2 separate regions of the Mus musculus genome follow, and region 1 is linked to region 2. Evidence: chromatin contacts called from public promoter capture Hi-C data. All regions are on one chromosome and are shown on one strand. Each heading gives the region's core, a stretch centred on a gene start, on an enhancer-like site or on the middle of the called end of the contact. The rest is flanking DNA. Distances are from core to core; before and after follow the strand shown.

What was found. Promoter capture Hi-C pulls out the DNA fragments that hold promoters and counts their contacts.
Region 1: a promoter capture Hi-C map of hippocampal neurons shows a contact between it and region 2, with 5 times the contacts expected there. The contact joins the enhancer-like site here to the promoter of 1700012A03Rik in region 2. A contact is called at or near these places in 5 of 39 promoter capture datasets (the HPC-7 cell line, cranial neural crest, hippocampal neurons and 2 more).

The regions. Positions count from the first base shown.
Region 1 is chr6:34,266,619-34,272,349 of GRCm38.p6, forward strand. No RefSeq gene overlaps it. Among named protein-coding and RNA genes, the nearest start is that of Akr1b3, 48 kb to the right of the region's middle. Within about 2 kb of position 4,348, at least 20 of the 459 cell types and tissues checked have an H3K27ac peak or open chromatin away from gene starts, as enhancers often do. A contact at or near this core is called in hippocampal neurons, where this site is marked.
Region 2 is chr6:32,046,571-32,052,224 of GRCm38.p6, forward strand. It overlaps 1700012A03Rik (RIKEN cDNA 1700012A03 gene), which reads left to right and starts at 3,718. Exons shown (of 3, transcript NM_029587.3): 1 at 3,718-3,801; 2 at 4,763-5,160. The coding sequence starts at 5,065.

The DNA of each region.
Region 1 (5,731 bases), core at 3,098-5,597, 2.2 Mb after region 2:
GCTTTGCTCTAGGGATTTCCTACAGCCCCTGCCTAAACACAAACCCAGAGAGGGTGGATTGTGTCTCAATCGGTTAACTAAAGCAGCTCAGATTAAAAGCCTGCATTATCTCAGATTCAAGAAAAGCCTGAAGCCCAGCAGTTATTCCTCTTTACCAAGGGGCTCTCTGCATATTGGAGAGAGAGGTGCAGTGTAGGGGAAGAATTGGAGGGCTGCTTGAGAGCCCTGACCAAGAGACGCTGGCCACGGCTGCAGAAGTCAAGAACACAACAGTGTCCCCTTCCCATTCTGTCTCTTCTTTGCTAGATAACAGTGGTGGGCAAGCTTCTTCTATCACACAGCTATCAAAGTTCTCTGGAAAATAGACCTGTAAGGTATCCGTGGTCTTTGGTGTTAGGGAAAGAGTCTCTGAAATGGTCAACTTTGGGAAATTCTCCTTCAACACAAGAAATGGAGGACTCTGAGTTAGGAGATGTGGGTGTGGTTATACTGAGTTAGGAGATGTGGGTGTGGTTAAACTGATTCATGCTGTCAGACAAGGCATGTGAAGACACAAACACACCCTCTCTAGGTACGGGCCGTGGGAAATCATGAGAGCAGATGGCATTTGAAGTCTTTTATGCAGTAGTTGCATGGCTGACCTGGTCATTGAAAAGCATGGTTGAAAGTCAACGGCTTTGACCTGGGAACTGTTCTGGTTCCAGCAGATCTTGGAGGCAGGGGAAGTGTTGGGCCAGAAAAGAAAAAGAGAAAAAGAAAGGAAAAATGAAAAATGAAAATGAAAAAAGAAATCTTGCTATCAATGCTGACACAGCTAGGTTTGAACTCATGGACTCAAGTAATCCTCTGACCTTAGACTCCTGAGTGCTGGGCTTCAGGCATATGCATATGATGTATATGTATACATATACGATATATATGATGTATATGTATATGTGTATGTGCATGTGTATATGGTGTATATGTATATATGTATATACTCTTAGGAAGCAGAAATCAGTGTTACATTAAGAGGACACTAAGCGGCCAGGTGGTGGTGGCGCATGCCTTTAATCCCAGCACTTGGGAGGCAGAGGCAGGTGGATTTCGGAGTTCGAGGCCAGCCTGGTCTACAAAGTGAGTTCCAGGACAGCCAGGGCTACACAGAGAAACCCTGTCTCGAACCCCCCCCCCCAAAAAAAAACAAAAGCAAAAACAAAAAGAGGACACTAAGCCTTTGGTGAGGCACAGTGCAGTGTCACTTTCTTAGATTTTTTTTGTTTTTTAAGATTTATTTACTTTATGAATATGAGTACACTGTAGCTGTCTTCAGGCACATCAGAAGAGAGCATCAGATCCCATTACAGATGGCTGTGAGCCATCATGTGGTTGCTGGGAATTGAACTCTGGACCTCTAGCAGAGCAGTCAGTGCTCTTAACCACTGAGCCATCTCTTCAGCCCCCTTCTTAGATTTGTTGAACTGTGTCTTCATTAGGGTTTTATTGCTGTGAAGAGACACTATAACCATGGCAATTCATATAAAAAAATTCCACTTAATTGGGGCATTCTTACAGTTTCAGAGTGCGACTTTTCATGCACAGAGTATAAGAAAGAAAGAACTCATCCAGCCATACCCGAGAGAGTTGGCATACGTGAACACAAACTCCAGGACTAAGCCATCAGCTAGATGGGAGGGAAGGACCTCTGTTCACAGGCCCGCCATTCTGTAACAAAAGACATTCCCTCTGAAGAGTGAGTCTGGGCCTCTTGGTTTGCAGAGTAAAGAGCTTTTGAATCGTATTGCCAGTGACTGAGACATGCATCCTCCGAATGAGGGAGGCAAGGTCACAAATGCTGCTGACTGGTACTCCTCCCCTCTTCCAGAGCTCACTGCCCCACCTCAGATTTGTCAAGTCCTCACTTCTTCATTTCACCCCTGGGGCAACTGGGAAATGCTGATGATAACTAAACATCTGGCTTGGAGACACAGACCAACATGGGACCCTCCCAGCGTCTGAGGACTCAGCATGTCACTGTCCCTGCAGACCAGCAACCATTCATCATTTGAAGGCGTCACAGGTTGATCCCCTTAGAGATCAACACAGCTTCTAGGGACAATATCTGGAAAGGACAGATACTACAGATGCAAAGTGACACAAATTGAGCAGCTGTATGACAGCATCAGTTTATCCTCTAGAGAACTCAGGAGCCCCTCAGAGGCATCCCACCTTGAGACCACCCTCCCTGTAACTACCAGCCATAGAGATCTGAGAAGATGGGGCTTGGAGTATCTTGGGCTGAGGACAATTCCCAAGTTCAACTGAGAGCCACGAGTGGTCATCACTTTTTGTACCTTGTTGGTATAGTAGTTGATATTGATGACCAATTTGACAGGATCTGGGATCATTTAGGAGACAAGTCTTTGGGCATGTCTGTGATGGAGCTTCTAGAGTGGGTTGCTGAGATGAGGGTGGTACCACTCATAGGCTGGGTTTGGAGTAAGTGGGAGATGGCAAGGTAAACAGCAGCATCTATCTTTCTTTGCTTCATTACTACAGGTGCAATGTGACCAGCTGCTTCGTTCCTACCACCGTACATTCATGAGGCATTGTGTTGGACTTATGCACCATGGTAGACTGCACCCTCAAACTGCCAGCCAAAATAAACCCTTTCTTTCCTAAACCGTCTCCCGTTCTTCACAGTGATGGGAAAGTAACTAATATTCTTGGAGAGTGACTATGTCAGTTGCAAAGAAAGAAGGCCCAGGCAGATGGGGGGCATCTACTTCTGGAGATGTCACTCGCCACCCTCACAGACAACAGCCACTCCTGCAGGATGCCCTCTATAGAGGAACAGAAAGTTTGGATATATGAAATGAAGGTCTTGTCAGACGACATTATTTGTGGCCTTATGTGAATTAGTGCCTTAGCCAGTGCTGTATCCCAGAAGCCTGAAGGAGAATTCTGCTGTCCCCAGCGGCGCTGGAGGGATGACACTTTTACACCAGCCACGCGGCTGTTTGTTTGGATCTCGCCACACTCCTCTGCAGCATTTCATTGTCATGGACATCATGTAGCAGCGAGGCAGCTGAGAGATGGAAATGAGCTCCCAATTTGTCTTTGGAAATTTTTCTCCATTATGAGACTAGAAAGATTAAAGGGATAATAACACCTTATACCCATATCATGCTTCCCTCCCAGCAAAGAGCTTTCATATGCACATTATCTTATTTGAGCCTCGCAATAGTCCTGTGGGATAGTTATAATTGGAATTATTATTCATTTGAGGGGTAAAAAAAGTCTCTATAACTATGGAAACTTATGCCTTTTCCTTACTCATTTTTTAAACCACTAACCTTTCCATTGTCTCAAAATCCTAGAAGGGGGCCAGAGAGGTGGCCCAGCAGGTAGGAGTGCATGCTGGTCTTGCAGAGGATCTGAGTTCACAGCAACTCATATCTCCTGTGACTTTAGTACCGGAGGAATATCAACACCTCTGACCTCCGTGAGCATCTTCACCTATACACACATACCCAAACCTGTGTGCGTATGACAGTTGAAAGGAAAAACAACTTTGTAAAACTTTGGAGGTTTTGGAGGTCTGGGTGGTGGCTCAGCAGCTAAGAGCGCTTACTGTCATTGCAGAGGATCTGGGGTTAGTTCCTAACACTCATATGGTGGCTCACAACTGTCTATGGCTCAAATTCCAGGGTATCTGATGCCCTCCTTGGCTGGCCTCCATGGGCTCTTGCATAAACTCATACAAGCACGTGAGATAAACAATTTCTTAAAATCCAAGAAGGGTATATGAAGCACAGTGATAAGCAGAGAATTCCCGCGCTCAAGGTCAGCTATTTTCTAACAATTTCCCATCTCTGAATTTAGGATGCAAGCGTTAAGACATTGGTATTAGACTGCTGCCAAGCAGAGGCACACAGAAACTGTCCATTTCAGTGCAGCTTGTTTGGGGGTGGTTTAAAAAAAAAAAGAAGACGAAGTAAACTAAAATCATAGATTGTGCACAGCTAGCCGCCCAGTGGGTTACTATAAACTAGGCACAGGGCTAACAAACACTAGGGAGAAATGGCCACATTTGATGAGGGTTCAGGGGAGCCCAGTTGCAGCAGGCTTTCCCAGAAGAGGCACTGGGAGAGCCTAATCCTCGATGGATCCCCTCGAGCAGGTGGAAATGTATCAATGGGACTCGGGCCTGATGTTAATCCTGAGCCTACTGCGCTCCATGCAAGTAAGCTAAAATGAGGGCTGAAACATTCACTGTGTTGCTGTTGCATCCAGATCAGCATTTAGTTCCCAGGCTGCTCCTTCGATGCCAGCCAGCCAACTGAACAGCCTGCTTTTTCTGTGGTCTGTTTTCTAACAGTGTATTGTGTTCTCAGTGTGTGTACTGAATTCGGTAGGACTGGATTAGAATAATGTCTGACTGCAGCTCTCCTTGCAGGAAGAGAGTCCTCCAACTGAGCTCTCCCAGGGTCTTGGGGAGGGAGCCTCTGCTGTGCTCCCTTCTGCACCAACTCAGCCATCCTATGTGCACCCAGGTGATGCATAAGCTGCTCCCAAGAGAAGCAGCAGGCCTTTGAACGAGGTAGTTCTTTTCATAGTTGTTTGTCATGTGTTTTCGTTCCCCTCCTGGGTGGAGTATTACTAACAGGATTAATAAACAAAAAATATCAATACCGTGAATACTGACACATAGATTCTCTAGGAGTGTGATTTATCACTGGCCTTGGGAAGCAAAGTCATGTGACATACCCTTTCATGCTGCCAAGAAGAAAGCAATGTTTTGTGCACATCTGGGGCTCCCATCATCACTTTTTAGGGGTGCAGATGAAGGAGGAGGTGCTAATTCTGGGAGCTTACGTAAACTCCATAGCACCAGTAGCACTTGACATAGGATTTTCTGATCAGGCTGGGTCTTAGAGCTTTTCTCTCTTGTGTAGAGCTGACATTTGAAGGTGCACTTGTTCCACTGCTGGAGAAGTCATTAGCTGAAACTTTAAAGTGAAATTTCCTCCAAAAAGATAAGGATCTTTTTACAGATTTTCAGAGTGTCTAGAGAGATGCCTAAACTCTAAGTACCTGTTTGGAAGTGTGGGGTTGGAATTTGTAAAGTGTGGGGGTTAGATAGGAAGAGGTGATAATTTGAAATAACTGTGGCAGTCCCTTATGCAACAATTTTGGGTGGATGGGGTACGTTTCCAGATTTGACTGTTTTGAGGAATTATTTGTTAAGCGGCATGAATGCATGCACATCTTGTGTGGGAGAGTCAGTCCTTGAAGCATCCTGGGGTCCAGAAGAGACCCTCTGGATAGCAGTTAAGATCTCAACTCCTAGCTTTGAAACTATCATTTCCATGACCATGGGTGTCTTAGTTAGGACTTTATTGTTGTGAAGAGACACCATGACCAAGGCAACTCTTATAAAAAAGAAACATTTAATTGGGGCTGGCTTATGGTTTCAGAGGTTTAGTCTTATCATTGTGGTGGGAAGCATGACAGTATGCAGGCAGACGTGGTTCTGGGAGAGCGAAGACTTTTACATCTTGATCCACATGTGTCAGAAGGGGACTGGGAGCCACACTGGAAGTACTTGAACATAGGAGACCTCAAAGCCTGCCCCTATAGTGACACATTTCCTCCAACAAGGCCACAGCTAATCCAACAAAGCCCTACTTCCTAATAGTGCCACCCCTATGGGCCAAGCACTCAAACACATATGTCTATGGGACCTTTT
Region 2 (5,654 bases), core at 2,468-4,967:
CTCCTCTTGACAGCTACCATGGCAACAAGAACCAAATGGGAGTGATGACAAGGACCTAATGGACAGTTGTAAACCCACTGTCAGACAATGATCAAGAACATCCTTGAGTGGCAAGGATAGGTGGGTAGCTATGGAACGCTCCACAGAAACACACACACATTCTCTCTCTTTTTCTCTTTTTCTCTGTGTATATTGGTGTGTGTGTGTGTGTGTGTGTGTGTGTGTGTGTGTGTGTGTTTAGTGGCTGTTCTGCTCCTTCCGATGAAGTAAGGGGTTCAGGAAAAGCAGAAACTCATAGGCACATCACACACTTACTGATTTGGCCCTTGAGTTTAGGAGAGTTTCGCTTTCTTAAAGTGTCAGCAGATACTTTAAGTGTGAAACTCTGAGATACAGGGCACAAGATAGGGGACCTGGCTTCTTTAATGCTGTGGACACTGCCACACTAGTCTGTTTTCTGTGCAAAAGATTCAGGCACACTATCTTTCCAACCCATCTTGATACCCCAAAATTATATGATATTCTCACTTCCTTCATAAGCCTCATAGCATTTAAAGCCTGAAGTGGCTGTATGCGTTCTCCTGCACAGTTGTGCTACAGTCTAGTGAGTAACCCCTCCCCCTCACTGTTAGCCCCTGAGACTGGGGAGACCATTTTCCCAAGAAAACCAATGACAGCAGCGATTCTGACTAACTAATAGCAGTGTAAAGGTAAGCCTTTCGTAAGTCTAAATGAACAGCAGCTTTCACAATGCAAGCATACCAAAATGAAGAGGGAACTCAAATGTTGGGTCCCAACAAGCACTGTGGAAGATGGGAGTAGGGTGGGGATCCAAAGGATGGAAATTTTGTTTCATTTCAAATTATGTAAAGTCTAAGGTGATGACTTTAGAGCTAACCACCAAGAACAGAGAGATTGAATGTATTCCTCTGGAAACAGCAGATATACCAAATAAGATAAAGCTGACTTAGTCTGAGAGAAGCATGCTATGAGAAAATATGGAGAAAGAACCATTGGAGTGACTGTCAGGTCTGTGAGGGATCTGGGATTAACCAGAGGGTACTATGTTAGCTTCTTACTAGCTTCCAGGAAGCATGAAACTCCTGAGTTTTATATGGGATGGAGATAAAGGGTTCTGAAACTCATACACAGCAATCAGCATGAGCACCATACAAGAGCCTGGGTTCCCTTTGTGCCCTATGCCCCATGGGAATGCCTATACTGATGTGGTAAGTGTGCTGGGCTTGTGTTGCGGCTGAGGAAAGCTGAGACTGGGGAATCTACTTTTTTGTTTTTTAATAGCAAGAGGCAAGCTTGCCAGTGGGTCCCAGAGGGAGCCATGGCCTAATTCTGTAAGATTTTTTGGTACAAATGCAACCCTGAGAAAAGACCCAGGCCATGGGCAGTCAGATCCTTGTCTTCTGGGCATGCTCAGAAAAATCTGCAGAAGCTTGAGAGATCTGCTGAGGAGTTTCTATCCAAATAGTTGTAACTACACAATACGGTCCCATAAACAGATCCAAACGCATTAGGGTTAGCAGTGACAGACATTCATTAAACTTGCATTTTAAAAGAGAGTTTGAATCTAAAAGGTATGCCATTTATAAGAACCATATAAACTGTAGTTTCTCTTTGGACCTTAAGTGTTAGCCCATGCTGTATCTTGACTGGCTAAATGTGTGTGTGTGTGTGTGTGTGTGTGTGTGTGTGTGTGTGTGTGTGTGTATGTGTATGTGTGTGTGTGTGTAGAGGGGTATATGTGGACTGTATGCACATAGTGGCTGTGACGTGGCAGTAAGAACATGCAGATTATTTCTGTTCTCTTCCTTTCTCTGTGCTTTGTCAAGTCCGTTCACACCTTTGCAAGATAGATGCCGAGAATTTGCGGTAAGAAGAAATGAAGGAAGCATGCTATGTAAACACTCGCCCAAATAGAACCAACGCCACAAAATAAATATTGTAAAATGTATTTTAGGCAGAATTCCCCCGAAGCCCGAGCTCCCCACTAACTCAGGATGAAGCACGTCATTATTGTATAAGTGAAGAAAGAGAGGGATATGAGGAGACATGTGCCGACATGGAACAGTGAAGATGAATGCCCAGTGAGGTTCAGGAGAATGGGATACGTGTCCAGAAGTGGGAGGTGGTCAGGATGAGGTGACCCTGGCTAGGGAGTACTCTGCTTTGGGCAAACAGTACACATGTGGCTCATGGCATGTGGCTGGTTTATTGTAGCTTGCTTGAGAAGCAGAAGTGTGTGTTTGAGAACTTTATTAGCAAAGGCAGGGAAGAGGGGAAGCCACATAGAGGCAGACGCTGCCTTCCTGGAGTAGGTAGGTGGCTGATCATCGTGGCTATGCAGATAAAGCCAGAAACACCTGCCTAGAAGGGCCCACTTGAAAGCTTAACTCTACTGAGTCTCATGAAAAGAAATGGTCCTGTGTGAGCTGGGTGTTAAGTTACAGGTGGTATGAACAGGCATATTGCTCTTCTGGAAAACTGAGGCTGACTGGCAATAATTGCAAAAGGATGTTTATGTACTGAGAATGAAGAGTCTCATATTGGGTCAGCTGAGGCCAGAGTCCAAATTTAACTCTTTCTAGACACCCCAGAGTGGGAGGTGGTCTGGAGTTAGTTTGTTGGCTATGGCTATGGTTGATGTTGGCTGACTAATTGTGCACATGTGTGTGAGTGTGTATGTGTGTGTGTGTGTTTTGATGGTGTTGTTCTAATGGGAGGGGTTGCTAGGGATGCTAGTTTCGCTCCTTCCCCCACCCCCCTTCTTCATCTTCTGTCAACCCATTCACACCTTTGCAAGACAGATGGGGAAAGACTGCTTCTGTGGAGTATGGGATTTAACACCTGGCTCCCTGGACTTGGGGCCAGGGAGGGGTCTGGTGTATATGTGTCAGGAGCTGTTGGAGAGGCTCCAGAGCATCTGCCTAGGGACACAGTGGACAAAAATCTGGAGATGTCTCTACTGGAGGCTGAGGAGATGAGGAGAGCATCATACTGTCTTGAGGGCTAAAAAAACCACTCACTCACCCAGGCCACGTGCTAACAAACTGTTGGCAGAGGACTAGAGAAAGATATTTTCAAAAGCAGCAGCAACAAAAGTTGCAAAGGACTCCATCAGGACTGCAGACCCCTCTCTGCATCTCATTAGCGCCTGGAGGTAGGAGAAGAGATTCTGGCTGGAGCTGCCTGGAACTGCCTGTACCCAAGGGGTCTGAAAACCAATGCAAAAACCCAGAGTTGGGCTGGGGACAAGCAGGGGCTGCTCAGAGCTTGAAAAAGGCCTCTCGGATGCTGTTTGTTGGTCTGTTCCCTGTGTGCAAGTTTCCATCAGACTCCCTTGCACTTAGAATGCTAGCACTCTGGAAGTTGAGGAGGTAAGATTGCTATCTATACATTATGGCCATACAGGGAGTTCCAGAAAAGACAAAGAGAACTACAGAGGGAGGCCCATCTCAAGTCAGCAAAACCAACAAACAGCAATAAAAACGTATTAGATAACTAAATCCTTTTGTGTGGGGCATTTTTGTTGTTTGTTTCTATTTCTTCAAACGGTCACAACTTTCTCATACATTTGAAATGCAAGCCTTAGCAACAATCTCCATGAAGATGAATTGCCCTGTCTTCAGTCAACTCTTGATGTCATAGCACAGATGTGTCAGTTGGCTGATGGTGACTCTAAGCACATAGAGATTTCTCCCCACCCTGAGCCTGCCACTCACCGCTGAAGTACAGACCCTCCTTTACAGCTAGAGGATGGGCTCCTCTTTCCTCTCTGGAAACCAGGCAAGAAAATTGACAACAAATTCCCTCAGTTTACCCTGTAGAGTTCTTAACCCTCCTTGCTTGGGGTGTCATGCCCCGACCTTTTAAGGAAACTCATCTTGACCTGGAAGTTGGGATGAGATACGTCAGACTATAAGCATCTCTGTCTGTTGACACAAAAGAGTAGAAGCAGGACCAACAGACACAAACCAATAGAAGCAGGGATCACATCTGACCTCAGGATGAGGGTTTCTGCTACTCTAAATCCTTGGGCACAGGATGCTGATCTCTTTAAATCAAATGGATACATATGCTATGTTCTTACTCTATAAAATGGGAATGGGAAGTGAAGAATGACGGTCACAAAGAGTCTGTGATGGTCCACTGGTTGGAGCTAGGAAAGATTTCTTGCTAAGAACCTCATTCCCGCAGCCAAGGCAACCAGAGAAGCTGACAAACGTGGCTAGATTCCAGGACACTGTGTGCCTTGGATGCAGGGTGAGCTGGGGACCAGCCATCTCACTATAGAAAACAGTTGAGTTTGCAATAAGCTTTGGACATCAGGTCCCCAGAAATGGCAATGAGCTTTTGTGCAGTTATTATGCTACAAGGAACTCTTGCCATTGGTTACCTCAAGTGGGGAGCTATGGTAGGTGGGGTTAAGAAGAGACTTGGGCAAATATTTGGCCAAAGTCCAGGTCAGCTGCAGAGAGACACTGTGAACTCACAACACCTGTGCAGTATGCCCAGCGGTAGGGAGATGGTTTTGTTTTTGCACTAGGTTGCACAGGGCATTGTTTGTAGCATTAGTATTGTAGAACATTGCCTGTGTAGGGCTGGAGTAAGAAAACAAAGCACAGAAAACAAAAACAAAAAGCCTGACTGCCTGGTGTTGTAGCTTGCCCAGTTAGACGAGGACAAAGGAATAATAGCTCATCACCCTCACTCCTACTGTCTGTATCACTTCTGTCCAACTGTATAGGTGGGGACCGACTCACCTGGAGAGATGTTGAAGTAGAACTATGAAAACCAAACCCAAAGCAACTTCCAGGAGACTCCAAAGTAAGCCAAGCATGAGTGATGTGAGTGGTCGGTCAGGTTTACTTATGGCTGTGGAGCCAGGAAGCTTAATTTGAGGTTAGTGAACGAACAGCCAAGTCACCATATTTGAGTGGTCCCAAGAGTAACCTGAGAAGAGAAGCCCACCCTTCATCTTGCTTCACCTCCTGGCTCCTTTGTCACCTGACACTTCGCTTCCTCATTGCTGAACTCTCTGGAAGGACCATGGATACTGACATGAGACGAGCATACACTGTTATTCATTCACGTGTCCATGCCTCCTGGCAAGGGTGCGTTGACCTTCAGGAGCTTTCCACTGAGGTACTTCCTGTTTCCTTTCCTTACTTTATCCTCAACTTCCCTTGTCCCCTCCAGCCTGGGCCCTCACATCAAAACGAGTAACGTAAAATGCATTGAGATATCTTTCTCTTTGACTTCCTCTGGGCAAGAGGCTCTAGAAAATCATGAGAAACAATCTCCCAGACTTTGAAGACAAGGCTTTGGGTCCTGGCTCTGAATGGCCACACAAGTGTCTCTAAGTTTCTGTTTCCTTGTTCATAAAGTAGAGGGGTAAGCCAACAGACGTCTCAGGGTTATTGTGGGATAACTGTAGTAGCATGAAGCATGAGTTAGTATAATCTGTGACACATAGCACGTGCCATGAGAAAGCGGAGTGAGATGCTAAGCAGACTTGAATCCCCTCCAGTGTGGCACAGTTAGCCTCAGCAGCAAGGAAATGGAAGCAGAATAAACCATCCTTGGTGCCATGGAAAGAACACCAGCCCCCCATCCATGTCCCTCTCCTCTGCCCGCCA